Linked DNA regions of Sus scrofa: region 1 is linked to region 2. The links are chromatin contacts, called in public Hi-C maps. All regions are on one chromosome and are shown on one strand. Each heading gives the region's core, a stretch centred on a gene start, on an enhancer-like site or on the middle of the called end of the contact. The rest is flanking DNA. Distances are from core to core; before and after follow the strand shown.

Region 1 (4,079 bases), core at 331-2,830, 110 kb after region 2:
TCGGATGTTTTTCCACAAGATTTTCATAAGGCCTCTTATGTACAGAAATTGGCACAGCAATTCTTACCGAACTAACATGGAGTCCAGTCTGTGACCGTGTTTCACTCTCTCTGGTAAGCTCAGGAAAATCTCACATTTTCTGGCAAAGAACCACAATCCAAAAAACCTGACAGTTTTTAGCCTTCAAAGTTAGGTCCCATCACAAAATGTCTAAACGTACTTTCAAAAGTATTTGATTAACCTTCATGATGTGTTGTCACTCTGTATTCATGAACCAGTTCAGTGGATTTTTTTTCCTTTTGAGTTATGAATAGCAACTACAGTTTCACCTGTTGCAGACAATGTTAAAAATCTTTCAGCAATGATACTAATTGTTCCAATGTGTGTGCATGGGTGTGTCCATGGTATCCCTAAGTTTTTAGAGAAGACTTGGAGCCTCTGGGTCTTTATTTAAATCTAGTGGAAACACCACTGTTCATGATTATGTGATGGGTGTTTTTTTTAAGTTTCTTACCCTCTTCATTTCTAGTGAAACCTGATTTGTTTATTTTGTATCACAATTGCTCCTGTCTAACTCTTTTCGTTGCCGACTGATGCAAGTATAGCCTGAATTATAGATACTCCTCTGAGAAGGGGGGGTGGGAAATGTAACCAGGTCAGGAGTTCCCGTCGTGGTACAGCAGTATGGAATCCGACTAGTATCCATGAGGATGCAGGTTCGATCCCTGTCCTGGCTCAGTGGGTTAAGGATCTGGCATTGCCACAAGCTGTGGTATAGGTTGCAGACATGGCTCAGATCCTACACTGCTGTGACTGTGGTGTAGGCCCGCATGTGCTCCAATTTGTCACCTAGCCTGAGAACTTCCATATGTTGCAGGGTGTGGTCCTAAAAAAGACAAAAAAAAGAAAAAAGAAATATAATCAGGTCGGGCATTTGGAGGGTGGTTCCCCAGACACCGTCTGGGAGAATGCTCACTGCCTTGTGTGAAAGGGTGAGGCTATAAATAAGTAAACACAAGGCAAGATATGACTATGGCCTAAAACCCAGAGAAGAAAACATTATTTTTGTATCCTTTGAAGTCCAGTTTCTTATGTCGGGAGGTAGGAGTGTCAGTAGGAATGAAAATTTGGGAGTGGGCCACAAAATGTTATTTCAGTTTTTGGAACCTCCATTTTGTAGGTTTATCACATTGATGGATTCTTTGATGGTGGAGGAATTTATGGTTCTTTAAAAAAACAATGATTTATGACCTCCCCAAGAGCTGTATTTACTATGTGTGACCGTGATGTAGTGGGGTGGTCAGCACAGCGACAAGCCCACCCGGGCTCAGTCAGCCTCAGCTGAGAGCCAGAGCAATGACCTTAACCATCTCCTTCTTCTGCCCTTGGTGGATATGGTAAGATCTTACCAAGGTTCCCAGAAGCTACGCTTTCAAACTAGAGCAGGATGTGGCTCAGATGGAGCACAATCAAGCACTTTAATTGTACATTTAAATGTTTACAAAGGTTAGCAACACTATCTATGACCAAAAGGGAAAGTGGGGAAAATACAGCGGCAGGGTTTAAACCACAGACTTATAGACCCAACTTACAGACTCAGGAAAGAACTTGCACTTTTGGTAAAAGAACACACGGTGGCGCCAGAGGGGTTTCAGCATCTCGGGTCTCTTTGCACTGGACACACTCAGATGCCAAGCTAGAGAGCAAACTACATTTGAAGAGACCCAGAGACCCATTCAGCCATCCCTTCCAACGACCAGAGTATTTGCCTTATTTCTGGCTTAGCAGAAGCCCCATCGCTCAGCTCTTGTTTATGTCAGAAGTGGCATTAACCTGGATAATATGTCTATTACGTACACATAATAAATATGTGTATTTTTCTGTATGTGGCAAAACTGTGAAATGGCCTAATTAGGAATACATGAATTACAATAGAAGACTATGATGTGAGGAAAAATGCACTTGTTTTCAAGTTTAACTCTCATTTGTATATTTGATGTGTAAGTACATATGTGTTTTATTGTCAAAGAAAGTACATGTTTTTTGTGCTCTTTTGGAAGGTGTGTTACAGTAATTGTCAAGATCATTTGAAAAAGTCCCAGATGAATCAATAAACATAACTTAATAATATTTTACAAAGAAAATTACTTTTTCAAATGAAAGAAAAGCGTTTAGTTTCTTTGTTTTGCTGTTTTGAGTAAACAGTTACCAGCAGTCTTTCATTCTCTAGCAGTTTAATTGTGTTGATTTTTATAGGCTGCTCTATTAGCATATGTATTACTTTAAACAGTTTTGCATAGGTTTATCCAAGAACTTTGTGGTCCTTTCTCTTTGATACACAATATAGATACACCATCTGGATGAAATTCATGTTAAGTTAAAAAGTCAATTCTTCAAGAGTTCCCTGATGGCTCCATGGGTTAAGGACCTGGCATTGACACTGCTGTGGCTTGGATCACTCCTGTGGTGCAGATTTGACCCCTGGCCACAGGCATGACCAAAAAAAAAAAAAAAAGTCGACTCTTTCAATGATCTTCATTGATTTATTCATTAAATAATTAAATAAGTCTTAACTGACATATACCTTATGCCAGGCAGTTGGGTTCCATGCTGAGGAAAAAAATAGTAAGACTTGGTTCAGTGTAGTTGCTTACTATCCACTTGTGGACGGGGGCACATAACCAGTTACAGGAGAGTGTGGAAATCCCATTAGGAAGGGTGCACATACAGTCCCATTAGAAGAGGAAGGCTGAACTGGGGTGATGTGTATGGTTGTTGGAATTTCACAGTGAGAAGATGCTTAAGCGAGGTACTTAAGATGAGTAGGAGTTTTGACACTGGTTGAAAACTAAACAAAGGTCAAAAATAGTTTACATAAAACATGGAGTTTCCGTCATGGGTCAGTGGTTAACAAATCCAACTAGTATCCATGAGGATGTGGGTTCCATCCCTGGCCTGGCTTAGTGGGTTAAGGATCCAGCATTGCCGAGAGCTGTGGTGTAGGTCACAGACATGGCTCGGATCCCGTGTTACTATGGCTGTGGCATAGACCAGCAGCTGCAGCTTTGATTCGACCCCTAGCCAGGGAACTTCCATATGCCATGGGTGCGGCCCTAAAAGGACCAAAAAAAAAAAAAAGTTTACATAAAAGGAAATACATATGTTAATAATGTAGAAACATTACTGTCTCATTAAAGAAATGCAAAATTAAAGTCAAATTATGAAAGACCACACACAAAAATAATTATGACTCTCAATAACAGAGAGATCATTATTAAGTAAAAGGCGCATTCATGCTCCCCTGGTGGGTTTGTAAATTTGTCCACCTCTTCTTGATAGCAACCTGACAGTACATACCAGGAGCCTAAAAGTGTTCTTTTCTACCATTCCAATGACTCCACTCTACAATTCTCTTCCAGAAAAATAATCAGAGGAGCTGTCACAGTTATGCATGGAACTCCCCCTTGTAGCATTACTTCAAGTAGCAAAAAGATGAAAAGGAAACCATATAAGTGACCAAAACAAGGGTTAAACAGGCTTTTCTGGTATAATACACACAAACATATATATCAGAATTACACAGCCATTAGAAAAAGGTTTTCAAATAACTTATAAAATTTGAGCAAAAGCATACAGTGTAATACTAGTTGAAAAAAGTATGATACAAACTATTTTAAGATATAACCCATAAATATATATGCATATAAAATACTTTGAAAAAATATATACCAAAGAATCAAAATGCGAACCACAGTTATCTTTTTTTAATGGATGTTTTCCCTGTAATTCTTTGTATTTTCCAAGTTTTATTAAAGTCAAGGTTTCTCTCATGTGAAATCTTTTTTTAGAATAACGAATAGGAGTTCCTGTTGTGGCTCAGCCGGTTAAGAACCTGACAGGTTAAGAACCTGTCCATGAGGATGTGGGTTTGATCCCCGGCCTCGCTCAGTGGCTTAAGGATCTTGCATTGCCAAAAGCCTCAAGGTATATAGATCACCAATGTGGCTTGGATCCAGTGTTGCTGTAGCATAGACCTCAACTGCAACTCCGATTTGAACCCCAGCCGGGGAACTTCCAAG
Region 2 (3,950 bases), core at 951-3,450:
TGGCAGTCATGTAAAGTAGAAGCAGAGTTCAACAATAATTAGCACTCGCCCACCAAGGGGTAACTCAGGATATGTCTGAGTGTCTAATACAAAATGCAGAATTAGCACACTGTAAAATAATGCAGAGCAGAATATAATTCAAGGACTGTTTTTCTTTTGGGTAGCCTAGCAGGACCAAAATTCATTAATCACTTACAGAGAAATTAGTCATCTTCCTGGAATATGAACAGGACACCAAACTGATATGCCTTGAGAGGGTCAGCATCTTTTGTATGATACTTATTGTAAACAGCCTTCTATCCTTTGAATAGATAGATGCTGAAATTAGATAGATGCTGCAATGAAAGTTGAGATACAAAAGATAATTTGAAGATTTTTAATTTTCAGAGGCAATTACATCAGTCTATTGCCACATTTCCCGATGAGGATTTCGGGACACATTTTTTTCTGGTGATAAACCATGAAATGACTGCCTCTCAAAAAAAAGAAAGGGAGGAAGGAAAGGACGAAAGAAGGAAAAATGATTTTAAAAGCCAGTGATATTAAGTCTGTTTCTGAAAATATTCTCGCATCATTTTTAGGAAGTGGTTTGCTTGCATGAAATTGCATCATCACCATTGATCAAGTTTTAATGTGCAAGAATCAAAAAGGAGATAACTCTTTATGTTAGGTAGTTACCATCAGAGAATGAGAAATTCTTGATAATTTGGTGATAATATTGCAATCAGTGATAGCCTATAATGGTAGAGCTAGTCAAAATACCACTATTACTGGTACAATTACCATTACTATCACTACTGCTACTACCACCACTACTATTACTCTTTCTATCCCACTATTACTGCTACTGCTGCTACTACCCCACAATATCAATCTCTTCACATTGCCAGTGTGAAATATGGGGCCTCCGGGAGCCATGTATAGCCTACCAATTGCATCTCTGCACAATAGTATCCAACTTCTTTTTTGTTTGTTTGTTTTTTGTTTTTTTAGGGCCACACCTGCAGCATATGGAGGTTCCCAAGCTAGGGGTCGAATTGGAGCTGTAGCCGCTGGCCTATACCACAGCCACAGCAACGTGAGATCTGAGCCATGTCTGTGACCTACACCACAGCTCACAGCAACACTGGATCCTTAATCCATTGAGCAGGGCCAGGGATCAACACCTGTGTCCTCATGGATGCTAGTCAGATTCGTTTCCACTGAGCCACGATGGGAACTGTGTGTCCAACTTCTAATATTTGACACCTGACATTTTTATAATAAAATTGGATAAAGCTTCAGATTTATTTTTTAATCTGAGAAATTCAATAAATGAAGATAATATTTGGGGTTGGCCTTGGCTTTGGTCGAAAATTGATTTTAACATTCATCCATTTGGCATCTGTATGTGCTGCAATTCCATTTTCTTTTTGTCCTTATGTTCCTTTGTCTTTATAAAAATTCCTCTCCTGTCATTCTAGTGGGATTTTGAAGGGGAACAGAAAGAAATGCCCATTATTTTTAGGATACATTCTATTTTTAAACCTCATCAATTTCATTAAGAATAGGATCACAATTATGGTTAACACACACATGTTCCAGAAACACTTCCACGTGCTTTACCTGTAGTAACTGTTTTAAATTCTCAGGTGAGGAATTTGACCACCCTCATTTAACTAGCAAGTGGCAGAGTCAGAACTTGAGCAAAACATTTTGGCTCTGCAGTCTGTGCTTTGAACCTTAAGGCTGTACTGACCAGGTTGCCTTATCACACTCTTCTGCAACACCATTTTTAGGTACTACTCAGCATTCCATTGCTTGGATAAATAATAATTACTTCATAAATCTCCTATGAGTGGACATCTAGCCCATTGGTATTTTCTCCCTACTAAGCAATGTTAAGCTCTACCACCCTGAAAGCGCCCGATCCCATCCAAGCAATGTTGAGCTGAATCTAATTAGAGCCCATTTTTGTGCCATCTGATGATCTCCCTAAATTAAGGATGTGCATTTTTACCATGGCTACTTAGAGGTGTTATGTAGCACTCCCCACCCTCCTGCATCTAGGGCAGGCCTCAAACAAGGCTGCAGCTCCATCTTGCTCTGACATTTCTCCACTGGCACCCACCAAGGTGTTACATTTCCTGTCTTGAGGTTTCACATCCTGCCCCTTAAACCACCCACAGTGCTCCACCCTTTGGGGTTCCGTAGGAAACATCTCACACAAACACTCACTGAGCCATGTGTCTCAGGCCAACAAACTTCTAATCTAGCAGTGGGGGAATACAGGGGTAACAAATTACATCAATTACAAGTTGATATCACTAACTGATGCTGGCTGGAAGCATTTCTCAGCTTTCCTGGCACTGCCACTTTTATCTCCTTTCAATGACTCTCCATTTCCTGACCTTACACTGTCCTTTTTCTTAGGTTGAACCACAAGGACCTGCTGACCTACAAAACCACTTGACCTACAAAAATGGAAATTTCACCTGGTTCCATCTAACAAGGCTGAGATGTTTATTTCCCCAGTGGAGAACATGGCAACAATTTGTCATGCTGGGAAGCTATTCAAACATCTGTTAAACCTTTCCTATATTGAGGGAAATGTCCACCTTTTAAATCCTGGTTTCCAGAGCATTATGCCAGAAACTCACTTTCCCTGACTTCCTTGAGACTAAAATAAATGAATGTGCCCCTGTTTCCTCCAGTCAGATGCAAGATTTTTGATGCAGCAGAGAACAACAGGAAGAGCTATTCTGCCTTTGAAGAGAGGTGGGGGCTGAAATGGGGAGAAAAATCTAGGGTGCTTTAAAGTTCTATTTCCTCACCAGGATGGCTGATTATATGAAAGCTTGCTATGTAATAATTCTTTTAGATTTTGTGCATTTTTTGCATGGGTGCTATTCTTTCTTTCTTTCTTTCTTTTTGTCTTTTTATATTTTTAGAGCCGCACCAGCAGCACATGGAGATTCCCAGGCTAGGGGTCTAATCGGAGCTATATCCTCCGGACTATACCGTAGCTCACAGCAATGCCGGATCCTTAACCCACTGAGTGAGGCCAGGGATTGAACCCACAACCTCATGGTTCCTAGTCAGATTCGTTTCTGCTACACCATGATGGGAACTCCCTGCATGGGTGCTATTCTTTTTTTAAAAAAAATTTTATTATAGTGGATTTACAATGTTGTGTCAATTTCTGCTGTACAGCAAAGTAACCCAATTACACATATATACATATACATTCTTATTTTCACATTATCATCCACCATGTTCTATCACAAGTGATCAGATATACTTCCTTGGGCTATACAGCAGAATCTCATTGCTTATCCATTCCAAATGCAACCCATGTTCATTGCAGTACTATTCACAATAGCCAAGATGTGGAAACAACCGAAATGTCCATTGACATGAAAAAATTAAGAAGATGTGGTCCATGTATACAATGGAATACTACTCAGCCATAAAAAAGAATGAAATAACAGCATTTGCAACAACATGGTTGCAACTAGAGATTCTCATACTAAGTGAAAGAAGTCAGAAAGAGAAGAACAAATATCATAGGATATCACTTTTATGTGGAATCTAAAATATGGCACAAACGAACCTATCTACAAAGGAGAAACAGACTCACAGACACAGAGAACAGACTTGTGGTTGCCAAGGGGGAGGGGGAGGGGGAGGAAGTGGAATGGAGTGGGGGTTTGGGGTTAAAAAATGCAAACTGTTACATTTAGAATGGATAAGCTATGAGGTCCTGCTGTGTAGCACAGGGAACTATATCCAATCACTTGTGATAGAACATGATGAAAGGTAATATGAGAACAAGAATGTAGGAGTTCCTGTTGTGGCACAGTGGAAATGAATCCAACTAGTATCCATAAAGATGAGGATCAGTGGGTCAGGGATCTGGTGTTGCCATGAGCTATGGTGCAGGTCTCAGACACAGCTCGGATCCTGAGTTG

What was found. Hi-C and Micro-C count contacts between places; a contact is called where the count stands out from the background.
Region 1: a Hi-C map of blood shows a contact between it and region 2, with 2.7 times the contacts expected there. The contact joins two enhancer-like sites. A contact is called at or near these places in 3 of 47 Hi-C or Micro-C datasets (blood and heart right ventricle).

What each region holds. Positions count from the first base shown.
Region 1 is chr1:181,963,056-181,967,134 of Sscrofa11.1, forward strand. It overlaps PTGDR (prostaglandin D2 receptor), which reads left to right. Exons shown (of 3, transcript XM_013993410.2): 2 at 1-113. The coding sequence ends at 94. Among named protein-coding and RNA genes, the nearest start is that of PTGDR, 12 kb to the left of the region's middle. Within about 2 kb of position 1,581, at least 2 of the 83 cell types and tissues checked have an H3K27ac peak or open chromatin away from gene starts, as enhancers often do.
Region 2 is chr1:181,854,666-181,858,615 of Sscrofa11.1, forward strand. No RefSeq gene overlaps it. Among named protein-coding and RNA genes, the nearest start is that of NID2, 84 kb to the left of the region's middle. Within about 2 kb of position 2,201, at least 7 of the 83 cell types and tissues checked have an H3K27ac peak or open chromatin away from gene starts, as enhancers often do.